Linked DNA regions of Mus musculus: all the other regions are linked to region 2. Evidence: chromatin contacts called from public ChIA-PET and Micro-C data. All regions are on one chromosome and are shown on one strand. The core of a region is the stretch at or near the end of the contact, and the rest is flanking DNA. Distances in the headings are between cores, read along the strand shown.

Evidence for each region. ChIA-PET counts read pairs in DNA pulled down with a chosen protein or histone mark. Hi-C and Micro-C count contacts between places; a contact is called where the count stands out from the background.
Region 1: a Micro-C map of the G1E-ER4 cell line shows a contact between it and region 2, with 4 times the contacts expected there. The contact joins two enhancer-like sites. A contact is called at or near these places in 5 of 484 Hi-C or Micro-C datasets (the G1E-ER4 cell line, cerebellum, cerebral cortex and 2 more) and 3 of 115 datasets of contacts at active chromatin or transcription factors (all in embryonic stem cells).
Region 3: a contact with region 2 is called in an SMC1A ChIA-PET map of the G1E-ER4 cell line, with 32 read pairs. The contact joins two enhancer-like sites. A contact is called at or near these places in 3 of 39 promoter capture datasets (3T3-L1-derived adipocytes, maxillary cranial neural crest and second pharyngeal arch cranial neural crest), 1 of 15 datasets of contacts at CTCF or cohesin (the G1E-ER4 cell line), 2 of 484 Hi-C or Micro-C datasets (brain and cerebellar granule neurons), 1 of 115 datasets of contacts at active chromatin or transcription factors (embryonic stem cells) and 2 of 9 other capture datasets (adipose tissue and liver).

Annotation. Positions count from the first base shown.
Region 1 is chr1:72,948,249-72,952,837 of GRCm38.p6, forward strand. It overlaps Gm31047 (a long non-coding RNA gene), which reads left to right. Exons shown (of 5, transcript XR_001778985.2): 4 at 141-313; 5 at 1,827-4,496. Among named protein-coding and RNA genes, the nearest start is that of Gm31047, 11 kb to the left of the region's middle. Within about 2 kb of position 3,208, at least 25 of the 459 cell types and tissues checked have an H3K27ac peak or open chromatin away from gene starts, as enhancers often do. A contact at or near this core is called in the G1E-ER4 cell line, where this site is marked.
Region 2 is chr1:73,069,812-73,074,538 of GRCm38.p6, forward strand. No RefSeq gene overlaps it. Among named protein-coding and RNA genes, the nearest start is that of 1700027A15Rik, 56 kb to the left of the region's middle. Within about 2 kb of position 2,955, at least 7 of the 459 cell types and tissues checked have an H3K27ac peak or open chromatin away from gene starts, as enhancers often do. A contact at or near this core is called in the G1E-ER4 cell line, where this site is marked.
Region 3 is chr1:73,000,571-73,005,453 of GRCm38.p6, forward strand. It overlaps Gm31137 (a long non-coding RNA gene), which reads left to right. Exons shown (of 3, transcript XR_373508.3): 2 at 3,865-3,988. Among named protein-coding and RNA genes, the nearest start is that of Tnp1, 13 kb to the right of the region's middle. Within about 2 kb of position 1,536, at least 5 of the 459 cell types and tissues checked have an H3K27ac peak or open chromatin away from gene starts, as enhancers often do. A contact at or near this core is called in the G1E-ER4 cell line, where this site is marked.

The DNA of each region.
Region 1 (4,589 bases), core at 1,958-4,457, 120 kb before region 2:
CTTCTTTTGTGTCTTGGTTCTGTTTACTCTCTCCAGTTGTCCTGCAGGCTTCCAGAGGAAGAGAAATGGCTCCGAGGAGACTGGGCTGTTTCCCCAGGTTCTTGCAGCGCCAATGGTCACTGATTACTTTTTTCCTTCAGGGCAGTTAGCGAGAGGAAGGACTTTCTCCTCAGTGGTTCCTGCCCAGCACAGCGCATTGTCATCTTCTACCTGCAGATCAGCTCCAGAAGTAAAAATGCAGCTGTCACAAATGTCCTTTATAGTTCTTCCCCAGTGCTCCTCTGCCTTTGTCTCTGAGTGGTGGATATAAGAGGTAACTTCTCACCATCAGTTGCTTTATTACAGTCGGTAGCCAGAGTGTGCATGTGGCAATGGAGTTACAGTGGACATTAAAGAACAGGGCTTTAGAACAGGGATAGAATGAGTAAGTTAGATTTTTGCACGGGGTGACGGGAACCTGAGCCTGGTACTGGTGCTGTCATTCACGGCTTCCCTGGGAGTTGAAACAGGTCATTGAGCTAGCAGGAGGCAGATGCATTCACCAGTGGAAGGAATCAACAGGTTACCTTGTTCTCATGAGACACTGGCTCTGGAACTCACGCCCCATGGAGGTGCTTTGCTGCAACCATGTTTTGTACCCTCAGTTGTTGTCTTAGTGATGGGAGGCACTATGTCTGAGCGCTGTTTCTCCTAGTTGAGAAACAGTGTCCGAGACATCTCTCTTCACGTAGGCTGCTTAGTCCATGTCCCGCCCACTGCTGTTGTTCCCCGTATCTTTGACTGCCCTGCCCTTCCTCTTTACAGATGGACTGATGGATGGGAGGTGGTGGGCATAACTGACCAAGTGGTTTTAATAAGAGACCTAAAGGTAAATTTGGTGGTTCCGAGTATTCTCATTTACTCAGAGGAAAAGATGTATTTGATCCCTCCTGACAATGAAAGCAAGATTTATTTTTTCAGTATACAGTGCCTGGCATACCAAAGCAAGTAACAAGAGTAGATTTAAGAAACTGCCTTAGATTGTTCTCCATCCATCGATCGATCGATCGATCCATCCATTATCCATCCATCCACCCACCCACCCACTGTCATCTATTTATCCACTCATTCACAGCACCTACCCACCTGTCTGTTTACCTCCCCACCCTTCCATTTACATATGAAAGTACTCCATTCATCCACCCACCCAGCTAACTACTTATCCACTTGCAACACCTACCAAGCCATTGATCTATCTATTCACTCACCAATATATCCACCTATCCTTTATGTAAGCATGAGTGTGTTCATTTACTCACCATTTATCCATCTGTCATCCATCCATTTATCCACCCACCTCATTATTATTATCTACTCATCCATCATCTATCAAGCTACCATTCAAACATTCATTTATCCAACCATCATTCATCTATCTATCCATCCATCATCCATCCACTCACACATTTATCCTTCCTTCCTTCCTTCCTTCCTTCCTTCCTTCCTTCCTTCCTTCCTTCCTCCCTTCCTCCCTTCCTTCCTTCCTTCCTTCTATCCATTGTCTCTCTATCTACTCCCCACTTATTAATTTACCTACCCATCCATTATCCATCCCCTTTGGCAGTTCAGATGTGGCCATATACCTTTGTACAGGACCCGAGGAGGGCCTAAGTAGAAGTTGTGAAGTTGCCCATGATCTCTGAGGAGCTTCAAGCACACCCGTGCCGTCATCCTGTCTAGAATATGCTTGACCGGGGAAAGTAGGGCCTCAGAATATCTCCTTTTCTCTCCTCCCACTAAAGTTATCTTTGTAGACTCTGCTAGTCCTGCCTCTATTTTCTCTACAGATGTTTTGAACTCTTGAAGAATGCCTCATGGACGCACAAAGGTTACTCCCCTGAGGCCAACACCATCTTCCAGTGCCTGTCTTGGCTCCCTGCCACAGTGCCTCAGACTTTACAAATGTTTAAGGGGCAACTATGTTCTCCCTGGCTCCCAGCAGGGACTTCCATAGGAAGGCCTGACTGCTCTGCAGGTTAGAGGGCTCTGAGAAAAATCCTTTAAGAGGGTGTTTAGAGTTTTTTTCAGAGAGCTGTGGGTCTGGGGATTAGGACTCCTCACCATGGGAGCCTTTGGTATGGAGACCCTCAGTAGATGTGGACAGGAGCACAAGTTGGGTGAGTAAGGAGAATGTCACAGACTGATGCACACACGTCCATCCCTAAATGATGAGTTCTGCTTGGTGCCAAGGCTTCATCTCAAGAGTCCTGCCTGCTTGTCTGGCTGCAAAGAGTTCAACTGAACTATCCTCATCACCAGCCTGCTTTAGACACCAGCTGCATTCATCCGTCAGGATAAAGGAGGCCAAGGTCTAGCCTTGGGCTTACAGGTCTCCCACCAGTAGCTACATGCCATCAGTAGGCTTTTCCTATTTCCTTCCATCTTGGACCTGTGGTCTCTCCCTACCCTCCTTATCCCAGATGATGAAGGTTTTTGCTCAGTGACTGGCACTACTGTTTGTACAGGAATTTCCCCCCGAACCAGGCTTATTATTGCTATTGTTCTTGTTGCTGTTGAGACAGACTTTCGCTGCATAAACACAGATGGTCCCTTAAGCACTGAGACTGCAAGCGTGTGCCACTGAACCCAGCAAAGGAAAGTGTTCACCTATGGCATGGGTCTGGCTTCCTCAGTCTAGAGTATCTCTAAGCAAGCACTTTCTTTTTTTATTTCTGCAGTTCTATGGATGGAACCCCAGGCCTAGTGCATGGTGCACAGCCATGTTGCCACTGAGTCACATCCCCAGTCCTCAGGGCACAAAGATAATGGGGTGGAGCATGAAGGGCCGTGGTTATAAGGTCTGTGGCATCAGAATCACCTCTATCTCAGGGTCCTTGGATGCTTCTGGATAATCTGTGAAGTATCTGTTAATTTCTTTAGAAGACTTGGGGAAAAAATTCCAAGACTATCTAGAGAAATAAGGACAATTTAACTTTATCCTCAGTGCCAAGAAAAAGATATGCCAAGTGAGGATGAGCCTACAGACAGCCATGGGCACTCCCTGCCTAGCCTTAAGCTCTCAGAGGGTGCCCCAGTACTGTGTCTGGACGGTGGCTTTAGTTCTTGCCCAATGTGCTTCTGGAAAACACTGCCGGTGATAACACCTTTAGAGTCATGGAGAGTTTTAGATGGCACCGCAAAGATGCTCAGTTAGGATAGGGGAGTCTAAAAATAGTTCCCAGAGAGGGCTCCTGAGGCCATCTCCCGTTTTTCCTGTCTGTGTTGGACAGAGCAGCTGAGTACAGTCATCCTCATGGAACAGGAGCGAAGATGCTGTGTGGTGACCTGGGAAAGGGTCCAGAGACTGGACCTAGAGGTGATGCAATGGCTGAAAGATAGAGCTGGAGGCCAGGTCAATCGAAGGGATGAAGTGCCCCATGGGGAGCAGGGGTGAGGGGGCGCAGTGCCCCATGGGGAGCAGGGGTGAGGGGGCGCAGTGCCCCATGGGGAGCAGGGTGAGGGAAAAGCCAGCAATGGTAATGGCATGAAAGCACCTTCTGTGGCTGTTCTCTCACCCTGGAGAGGATAAAGAGTGAAGGCTGCACTTTGGCTGTGCTCTTGGGACCAGACCATGACTTCCCGCGTGCCAACCTCCCAGAATGGACAGCTAGGCTTCAGATGGTCGGTTGGGACCTTGGCCCTATGTGGGTTTGAGGGAGGAAGATTGACAGCCACTGCTGCGAGCAGATCACAAAGCCCTCAGAACCCGGAAGAATGACTCATGAGACAGCTGGCTCTGGGGACAGTTCATAGCAGGTGGAGGCCTGCTTAGGTTCCATCAATCACCCACTGTTATACCGGGTCATGAAAGAAGGGACGAGGCAGGCTGGGTGGGTAGCAAAGGCCTTCTATAGAGGAAAGGACTACTTAATTCTATTCATGGACTCAGCAGCTTTGCATGGGTAGAATATTCCCCTGGTTTTAGGGATTAATAACTAGGAAAAAACCAGGCAAAAAGAGATTGACCTACCTTGGCATGTTTTTTAGTGTAGAGGTTTTTGGGACTTGAACCTGAGTGTCTATGGGGTCTAACTCCCCATAGTTGGGAGGGAAATGTGCAAAATTACAGTTAGTTGGTTTTGTCTGTCAACTGTCCTCAGTGAAAGCCAGAGACCATCCTCAGATCGCTGTCCTGGGCAATTTTTGTCAACTTGATATAAGTTAGAGTTAACTTGGGAAAATATCTCTGTCGGATTGCCTGTAGGTAAGTCAGTAGGGAGTCTTCTTGATGAATGATTGATGTGAGAGGGGGCTATGCCACCCCTGGGCAGGTATTCTCTGGTGCTATAAGAGAGCAGACTTAGCAAGCCTTGAGGAATAGCCAGTGAACAGCACCCCTCTATGGTTTCTTTTTTAGCTTGTCTCCAGATTTCTGCCTTGAATTCCTGCCTTGGCTTCCCTTTACGATGGGCTGTAACCTGTATGTCAAATAGCCAAATAAACTCCTCCCTCCCCAAGTTGCTTTTGGTCCTTGTTTTATCACAGCAATAGAAACCAAATTAGGGCACTCACACTGGCCACTGACTCTTGCAGTCTCTTGGTTGAGGGAA
Region 2 (4,727 bases), core at 1,705-4,204:
TCCTTTCTCTTTCTTTCTTTCTTTCTTTCTTTCTTTCTTTCTTTCTTTCTTTCTTTCTTTCTTTCTTTCTTTCTTTCTCTCTTTCTTTCTTTCTCTCTCTCCCTCTTTCTTTCTTCCTTCCTTCCTTTCTTTCTTTTCTCTCTCTCTTTCTTTCTCTCCCTTTCTCTCTCTCTTTCTCTCTCTCTTTCCCTTTCTTTCTTTCTTTCTTTCTTTCTTTCTTTCTTTCTTTCTTTCTTTCTTTTTCTTTCTTTCTTTCTCTCTTCCTAAAAAAAACAAAACAAAACAAAAGTGCCAAAACAAGTGGCTGGATGGATTGGGCTGGCAGGTAGATGTTGGTGGAACATAAATTTTCCTATAAAGTAAATTTACTGCAGGAGAAAAGGAAGTCTTTTTTTAAAAAAATAAAACCATTAACTAATTAGTTTTACACAAACCATATGCAAATCCCTCAAGTCAGAAAGAATTCACTTCTCGTTTTGCTTGCAACATCTGTGGCTGCAGCTGTGGGGATGCTGGGGATAGGGGAGTTATCTTTGAGTTAAGGTTGCTGTACAGGGTCAGCAGCTCACACATCCGTGCTCCCCAGAGCCATGAAGGCTCTACTTTTGTTACCCCCTTTGCTGGACTGTGCTGTGATCTTTCACTCCATCTCTAGAGCTGGAGATGAATTATCCCAGCATCATTTTAAACACCCCTGTCCCAGGACTGACCTTAACTATCACATGGCACAGTGTGGGTGAGGTAGAGGTGACCACAGTGACAAAGCCATTCTGAAATCTCTAAACCTTTAGGAAAGAGAACGGGTTTGATCTGTTGAACTGTGCTCCATGCCTGTGCCACACAGATTCACTACTGTCACGGATGTTGGCTAATTTAGTCCTGATGGACATCTCAGAACAACACTGTCCTCTGGACTGGGGGTAGGGGTGGGGTGGTTCAGTGGATAAGGCCTTCTTATGCAAGTATGAGGACTAAGAGTTAAGATCCCCAACATCAACTTAAAAGCCAGGTGAATGTGCTGACCCATCTATGGTAGAGGGCAGGAGGCCCTTGTGCTCACAGGTAAACATTGGAGAAAGCAGGAATGTTAAACACATAGGAAAGTCACCTCGATGGAAGAACTAAAATACCCACTTTCTGATCAGAAAGCTGGGAGTGGGTGCTATTAATGACTCTTTGTTATCTGCAGCGCCAGGTCTCCCCAGGTTTATACCAGATTTTCCCTCTTTATATTGCTACCTTTAGCTCCAAGTAGTTGCTAATTTGGGGGAGACAGGATTCAATGCAGGACCCATAACTTCTTGCTTCTCTAGTTAGCTGGAGAAAGGGGATAGAGGCTGTTTCCCAGTCACTGGGAGAGAGTGAATTCCCAGCGAAACCACTTGACTGGACTCTTGCTGGGCAGGGGATGGTGATTAGGGTAGAGAGAGGGCAATGTGAGTTTCTCAGTATGGCTGGGAAGTGAGAATCTTTTTTTTTTTTTTGCATATCTTCTTTTGAGAGGGGTCTAAAAGATACTGAGGGAGCCAGGAAGTGTATGGTGCTGGAGGAGATGTGGACTAACTTTGCTGGGTTTAGAAATGGCCTTTGGCTTCCTTTCCTAATTTAATGTTTTATGTACGAACCTTCTCATGAGCTAAAGTATCATTTCAGTAGATAGCATGAAATGTACTGATATAAATCACATAGCTTATATAGGCAGATGCCCGTGTAGGCAGTATACTGACAAAGAACTCATGCCATGAAGTACCCAAGGGGTGCCCTAGTGTGAGGTTGTTTCACGCATGGGACCCCTGCAGTGCTGGGAAGGGTCTTAGGTTTGGTTTCATCTTCTGTGTCTTGAAACATCTGAACAAGGAGTCCTGGTTTTTGTTTGTTTGTTTTTACTTTTCATCAAGCCCACACAATCCACACCCTCTTCTTTCCATTCAGGATGCCATTCAAGTTCTTCCTCAGGAAAGCTTCCTTTGACTCTTCCCCTACTTTGTTGGGACTGTACCTCAGTTCCTGTGGGAGTCAGAGTAGGCAGACTACCACCCAGAGCTTGGGGCAATCATTGCACCTGGCCTTGCTCAGCTCTTGTTTTTCCTCAAATGGAAGCTTAGTCCCGCTGGGCTACAAACTCACTGGCTTTTTACTGGAAAAAATCGTATAGCTCAGTGCTCCAACGAAAGACTTTGCAATGATTTGCACACATGCTATAGCTTTCCTTCTAACCTGTGAGTTCCTTTATTTATCTTGATGTCCCAAGACAATACTCAAAACTCAGGGTTCCTGTCAATGGGTGATTCGACAGGTGCTAGCTGGCCTTTTCTTTTTGTCTGTCTCTGACCAGGTGACTTTGGTCAATCCCAGGATTCTAGACTATTAGAGAGCAGTCTGCGAATCCATGTGGTCCAATCCATCTTTGAGTGACAGAGACTTAGAGAGTTTTAGTATTTCCCTCAAGAGTCGAGGGCTCAGCAGGAAGGGAGTAGAGGACCTTTGGTCGGGAGCCACTCACTCTCCCTTCCTCTCTGCAGGTGCAGCTTCCTCCTGTGAGTTGTAGAGGGGAGGCAGCCCTTGTCCATCCTGGAACAGCCAAATGGATTCTCCTTGAGACCAGCAGTCCATTAGCCCCATTTCTTCCGGCTTCCTCTGTGGAATGGCTCCCAGGGGCCTGCCTGAGAAGCTCCAGGACCTAGCTGCCTGTCAGCCACTTTATTAAACTTGTTTCCAGATGTCTCCACCTCAGATTGAAGAGGCAGGAAGAGGGTGAGGGCTGGAGTTTGTCCCCTAAATGAAGTTGGTTAGATTGGTAATAAATAATATTTGGTGCTGATGGAACAGGTGGTCGGGGAAGATGGGGAAGGGAGAGGGGGAAACACAGACCACATCCTTCATGAGACCATGCGTGAGCATGAGATGTGAAATGGATGGACAGAGTAGAACATCTGGGGGCAAGAGATAAGGGATGTATGGCAAGGTGTAGATAAGGCAGAGATGGGGAAGACCAGACAGTTGTGACTTTACAGGAGAGCAAGTCAAGGAAGCAGAAAAGGGGAGACTCCTTTCTTGCCTTTTCCAAATGCTCAGAGTCTCTGACAATCTGAAACAAGCTCTGGCATGTAGCAATCCCACCTCTGTTTTCGACATTACATAGTTTCCTTTCTTATTTCTTTTTTCTTCTCTGTATCAAACCTCTCTCCCCTTTCTCTTATAATGACATTGGATCTAGGCCCCTATTGGGTTTTGGATGCACTCTGTTATGCCCTTGGGCTGCCATGTAAAAAGTATTGCAGAGTCCCCAAAGAGGCTTTGAAGACTTGACTTCCAAAGGCCCTTGATTTTACTTTTGCCATATTCCCTGGGCCAAGTCTCTAAGGTCAGCGTAGATTCTAAAGAGTGGGAGCTGGATCTACCCCTCAACTGCGATCAGCTATTGTGGACGGTAAGGTCCTTTCCAGCCAAAGCTTTATTTCCAAAATCTGTTAGGATCTTTTAAATTGCATTGATTGGTTGATTAATTAGTTAACTAATTAATTAAGGTACCCTGGGGATGGAAGTCAGGGCCTTATGCATTCTGGGTAACATTTATACCACCGAAGCACAGTGTTAGTTGATGCCTCTTTATGCTGTGAATCTGGAGACCTTTCCTGCTCTGTGAAGAGTTCAAGACTACCAGCCTCCACTGTGCTGGCTCCTGCCTGGGCTTCTGGCCACTTTGCCTCCCATGCCAATATGCCTTCCTTGATCTGTACCTCTAGAGACAGGATTCCAGACTCTGAAGACTGTCCGGCACCCAGACACAGGGCAGAAAAATGGAATCCTACTGAGGTACAAGCCAGAAGGGACCCATCCCTGGAAGTGTATCTTGTTTAAGCTAGCAGCAACTATGAGAACATTACATGTATACTGGGTCTTACTTGAAAAGCTTTGTATGTACCAACTCATTAGATAATTCTAGCAATTCTGTGATAAAAGTATTATAGTTATACCCATTTTATAAAGAAGAAAACTGAGGCATGGAGAAGTTAAAGTTTAGCTCAGAAACTAAAAAAAAGTTAAGTAACTCACCTAGGTTCATAGTGCTGTAAAAGAGGAATCTACTATTCTGTTCAAATCCAGTTGAAGTGTGTGGTGAGAACCAGGTATAAGATCTGGGAGATGTGTGTATAATAAGACATTTACCATACATTCATGAAGATCTGAGTTTGGATCCTCTGAACCCATAACTGGAATAGGAAGGACTCTGGGGCTTGCTGGCTAGAAAGTCTAGTTTCTAACTCTGTAACACTGCAAGCCTTGTGATCTTTTGTCAGTGGAGGAAGGCTCAAAAGCCTGTGTCTACGACTCTTAAATTGGCTAACTTTTTGTAGGAGACCAAATGCTTCCTTTGTAAGTTCATAGATTTCCATGTTAAGCTAGCCTCACTATCAACTATCTCTGTGTCAAGGAGACTCTTTATTTCCATCGGTGCTCTGGAACTCACAGGGGAATGAAGCACAATGTAAAATTTGGCTACATTCAAACTATGGGATTATAATCTTGGGTTATAATCTTCAGGCAAATGAATATGCTGAAGAGCCAGGAAGTGTGGAAGTCTTTAATATGGAAATCTGATCTCTGAATTTTCAGAGTCAGCAGGGACTGGAAGTCATACAAATGCCAGACTTTCCAAGGGAGAAAGTAAGGGTGGGGTGACTTCTGTGGGATTCTCTTGGTGACCTCTCTGCTCCTAACCCATT
Region 3 (4,883 bases), core at 286-2,785, 71 kb before region 2:
CCTTTCAGCAAAATCTTGCTAGTGTATGCAATGGTGACTGACATGTATTTTGTGGAATGGATTTATCCTTGAGTGCCATCTGCTTGTGGGGAGGGATGGATGTCAATTGCTATGTCTGGTTCTAAATTGTACTGTGCTGTCTGCTGCTGGAGTAAGCTGTATGTGGATGCTTCGAGAAGGCTACCGGAGACACCATGTTGTTCTAGAGTGCATGTCCCAGTGGGGATAAGATGTGGAAGACAAGGCTCCAAAGGAGGCATAAATATTCAGGGTCTGGTGATAGACTCTCTGGTGAACTCAGAAATGTTTCTTTCTCATTTTCTGATGGTTCTAAGCCTTAACAGTATCAAAATGAAGACTAAGAGTTTCTTTGGAGTTCCCTTTTTGATACTTAAAAAATGTTTTTTGTAGTCTTTCTCATTTTGAACTAATTCCTTTCTTATAGGGCGAAAAATGAGATCAGATAAACAATTTATACCAATGAAGTTGATTTATAACACTCTAAAAGGCTTCTATTGGAAAGGAAAGGAAGGTGGAGATTTTTTTAGTTGTTGGGTTAGGCCAGAAACCAGCAAACACACACACACACACACACAAGCACAAAGCAACCATTTTTGCTTTATGAGTCATATAATCTGTGTTCTTTCTTTGTAGTGCTTGAGTTTGAACCCAGATCCCAAGGCATGCTGGGCAAGGGCTCTCACCTGGAGTGACAACTCCCATGCAGTCTTAGTGGCAGGAGCTTAGTCTTGCACTACATTTTAAGAGTGGCTGCAAATGTTTCTAGTATGTGAATGGCTATGTGCCCCCCCCTAGCCTTTGTTCATGAGTGCAAAATTGAATTTCGTGTTTATTTATGATGAAATATTATTTTTCTTTGCCTAATCATTATTTTCCAAACCATTGAAAATTATGGAAAAGAGTCTTAGCTCATGGATTATAAGGGAAAAACTCAGGATTGAGGTTTTTTTTTTTTTTTTTTTCTTTTTTTTTTTCACATATTAACTCTTGTTTTCCCATCATCTCTTTCCTCAAAATGGAAGATGACTTGCTCCGTGTCTGGGAACATTGTTCTGCTTGGAGTTCCTTGCGTAGTCCCACAGTCCATCCCTTCAGTCACACCCGATTGTGCTGGGGTTGACAAGCGAGCAAGAGTACCCACTGCAGAGTAACTTGCGTTGCTCTGGCCTTGCCTGAAGAATTTGATGACAGAGTTAGGATTTAGATCCCAGTCTGCTTTCCTGAGCAAGGGTCTCTTAGTCTTGGAGGTTTGGTTTCCTGGCCTTGTTGATTTGTGCTGTCTTATCCCAGGTGACTTTGGTTGTCAGTTATGTAGGGGGTTGGAGTGGTGGGGGGTAGAGGTAGGAATGGAGTGGCATGCTTGGAGTGATTGTTCTGAGGTCATTTTAGTGTTATGAATTCCCAGCTGAGAGACCAGCCAAAAATTAAAAAAGAAAATAGCAGAGAACCCAAGACCTTAGTGCTCAGTGTATTCTGGTACCACATTCCAGTGGGATTCTGGGATGCTTGTCAACAGCCGTGGCTGCTCTTGGACTTTCCCATGGCCTATTCCGGGACAACCACACATCTGCAGATGCTCCCTCAGGACCGGGTCATGGCAAAGGCCCATTTCAACAGCAGCTACTGTTGCTCCCAAGGCCAGAGGTCAGTGCTCCTGTGGCCTCTGGCAGCAACCCCTTCCAGATACCACCCACTCCCTAGCAGGTGAATGGCAGTCCCTGAGAGTTCTTCCTCGGAGATGGGAGAAGTCCCCCCCACCCCCCACGCTCCTATCCCCCGGAGGTATGGAAGCAACAGATACAGCTTTGTGGAAGCACACTGGAACCCATGCAGGGGGTGGGAAGTTACTCCCATGATCCAAAGGGGCATTTTTTGTTGCATGCTATAGGGTAGGGCTGAAGAAATGAGCCTGGAGAGGAGAAGGCAGACAAGCAAGGAAGTCATGACTTTCATCTGATGTACAAGGGTGAAGGAGAAAGGATATTTCAGAGGAAAAATGAAACTATTCCCAAACTTACTGGCTTTTAACAGAAATCATTTTTTTTCACACTCTGGTACCTTGAGGGGTAATGTTATTCACTTTTGACTTCAATAAATACCTAAGAAAACCACGTAAAAGGAGGGCAGTTTTACTTTCATTTCAGATTTTAGAGGTGGTAGATAGTCCATGGGGTTCCTTCACTGTGGGCCCGCCCATGCATACTGAGATAAAGCAGCATCGATGAGGAGACATGGTGGAGCCAGGTGGCTCACTCTAGATAAACAGAGGGCAGACAGGCAGGCAATTAGGAAGACCGACAGATGCATAGACAGACAGAAAGTGCTTGAAGACAAGATCTATTCTTGGAAAGCATGCCCCTAGTGATTTATTTTGATCACCTGGGCTGAAACCCCTAATACAGCCCATTCAGCTACGAGTTCATCAGTGGATTAATTTACTGATGAGGCAAATGTCCCTATGATATAACAGTAACACAACAATTGGGGATTGTTTCAACATATGAGCCTCTGGGGGATGTTTCTTATCCAAACTATAATCCTTAGGCTCTTCTGGGTGCTGTTCCTCACTGGGACTCACTTGTTCCATTGTGTTTCTATAGATCTTGGGGATGCAGTCATCTGAAGGCTCAACTTGGCTTAACATTCAAGACAGTTCCTTATCCCGCATGCCTGGGCCTTGCAATGGCTATCAGTTTCCTCTCCCCCCTGTGGCTGTTCCAAATGGCTAACTCGGGTTTCCCTACAATGTAGAGGGCTCAGGAGAGTTGATCTTGTTAGGAGTCTGGATTTCTTTAGAGGAAGTGAGGAAGACATGGCTTATCCTTTTCAAGACTAAATCTAGACTGTTCTAGAGTATTTTCTGTATTAACCTGCTGATCAAACAATCCCATGGCAGCCCAGATTCTAGGCCACAGAGGTTTAGACTCATCCTTTAAGAAGGGAAGGCTGGTGCTTGCAAGAAGGGGCAGGATGAATGGTGACCACCATGGAGAGAAGCCAAGGCTGAGATAGAAAAGGACCAGGAAGACAGACAGCACTTGGTAGTCAGAGGACGAGGAAGACACCTCTCTGGTCATGTTCAGGTGGCATGGGAGACACAAAAGTGGGAGATATGTTATACCCTCATGATATATCCTGTGATATGGATGTTAAAATTTATTTTTTCAAGTGTTTTAATTATCATACATTAATTATATATAATGGTGGGGTTCCTTATGACATTTTCAAATATGTCTATAATGTACTTTTGATCATAGTCACCTCCATTACACTCTCCTGTTCTCCTCCAACTCCCCCCATCCCTTCCTCTTCTCAACTAGCCCCCTTTCTGCTTTTACACTTTGGGTTGTGTGTTGGCTCTGGTGACCAAATGAGTTTAATTAGAGTTGCCTCTAAGAGCATGAGTAAGGATGTATTTAGTAAGGTTGAGCAACTTAACAGTGGCCACACCATTGAAGACGTTTCTCCATTTCTCAGAAACCACTTACTACCTCAAGATCCTCAGGGAGACATGGGGCTTGTGAACATGAGTTGGAGACTTTTTAGGACACGCGCGCGCGCGCGCGCACACACACACACACACACACACAATGTGTTAGTCTTTCTAAAGGTTTATAACCATTAGATACCTGTCTTCTGCCTCCTCTCATTCCATCCCAGTTAGCTGTCTTAATGTTCAGGGTTCATCTATGATCTTTGGGCTCCCAAACCTTCTTTGACTCTTCTTTCCCCTTGCACTTGGCCTGATGGTCCTGTCTAAGGGCTCTTTTACTGAGTTGTGTGCTCATGTCTTTTTTTTTTCTTTTTTATTAAGTGGTCATATTTGGATCCCTGTTCTCCTAGGAGCCTTCTGTCTCCCTACCTCAATGGCTTACCATATGGATCCTTCTGCCTAGAATGTCTCTGAACTCCATCTGTCAAAATCCTTTAAAACATATCTCCGGGAACCAGAAAGATGGCTCAGTGAGTAAGTGCTCTACAAACACAAGCTTGGATCTGAGTTTGGATTCTCAGAATCCATGTAGAAGCCAGGTATATGACTGTTACACATGTGGTTGGTAATGGAGACAGGAAGATCCTCGAAGCTCATTGGCCGGTTAGTAGAGTTGAATTGATGAGCTCAGGGCTCAGTGAGAGATCCCTTCTCAAAACATGTGGGAGCAATAAGTAAAGACATTTGGTCACATCCACACAAATGCTCCTCTTCTCCTGGAGACCCAGTGCTTTGAGGATCAGCGTCTCTCTATTTGTGTCACCATTATTCCCCTTACCATTGCTTCAAGGCCTTCAGGGACAAAAGCCACAAGAAGACCTTGCTGCTTCTGCCCCACGGCTCCATGCCCTGCACACAGCAATCATTCAGTCGATGGCCTATTGAATTAAACAGTGGTTTCTCTGGGCCACCAGCCTCTGATTGTCTCTTTCCTTTCCCATGGCAAATTGCAGCATTCAGCTCCCAGCAACTCCTGGTCCAGGGCCCTGAGGTTCCTGGCAGGCCATTCCCTCAGGACCATGAGACTGCTGTTCCCAGATGGCCAGGCCTGTGCAGGCTGGAGCTGGGTCCCAAGGAGATGGAGAACTTCTGACTCCATGGACTCCCCTGGCTCCTCTTTCCAGCTGCCCCATACTTGTTTTCCTTGGCACAAGAAAGCCATCAGTCATCACATGGACCATTTATAGCTATATATCCATCTCTTATTCTTCTAATGAAAATTACAGTGATTTTGACCCAGAAAAGGAGAAAAGAAAGGAAAATAAAGGCTCTCCTATGCAAAGTAGGTATTTCATGAGGCCACTAGGGCTTCCTACAGTAGTCAACCTACCCTGGGGAGTTGATGCCAGTCTTCCTGCCCAGCAACCCT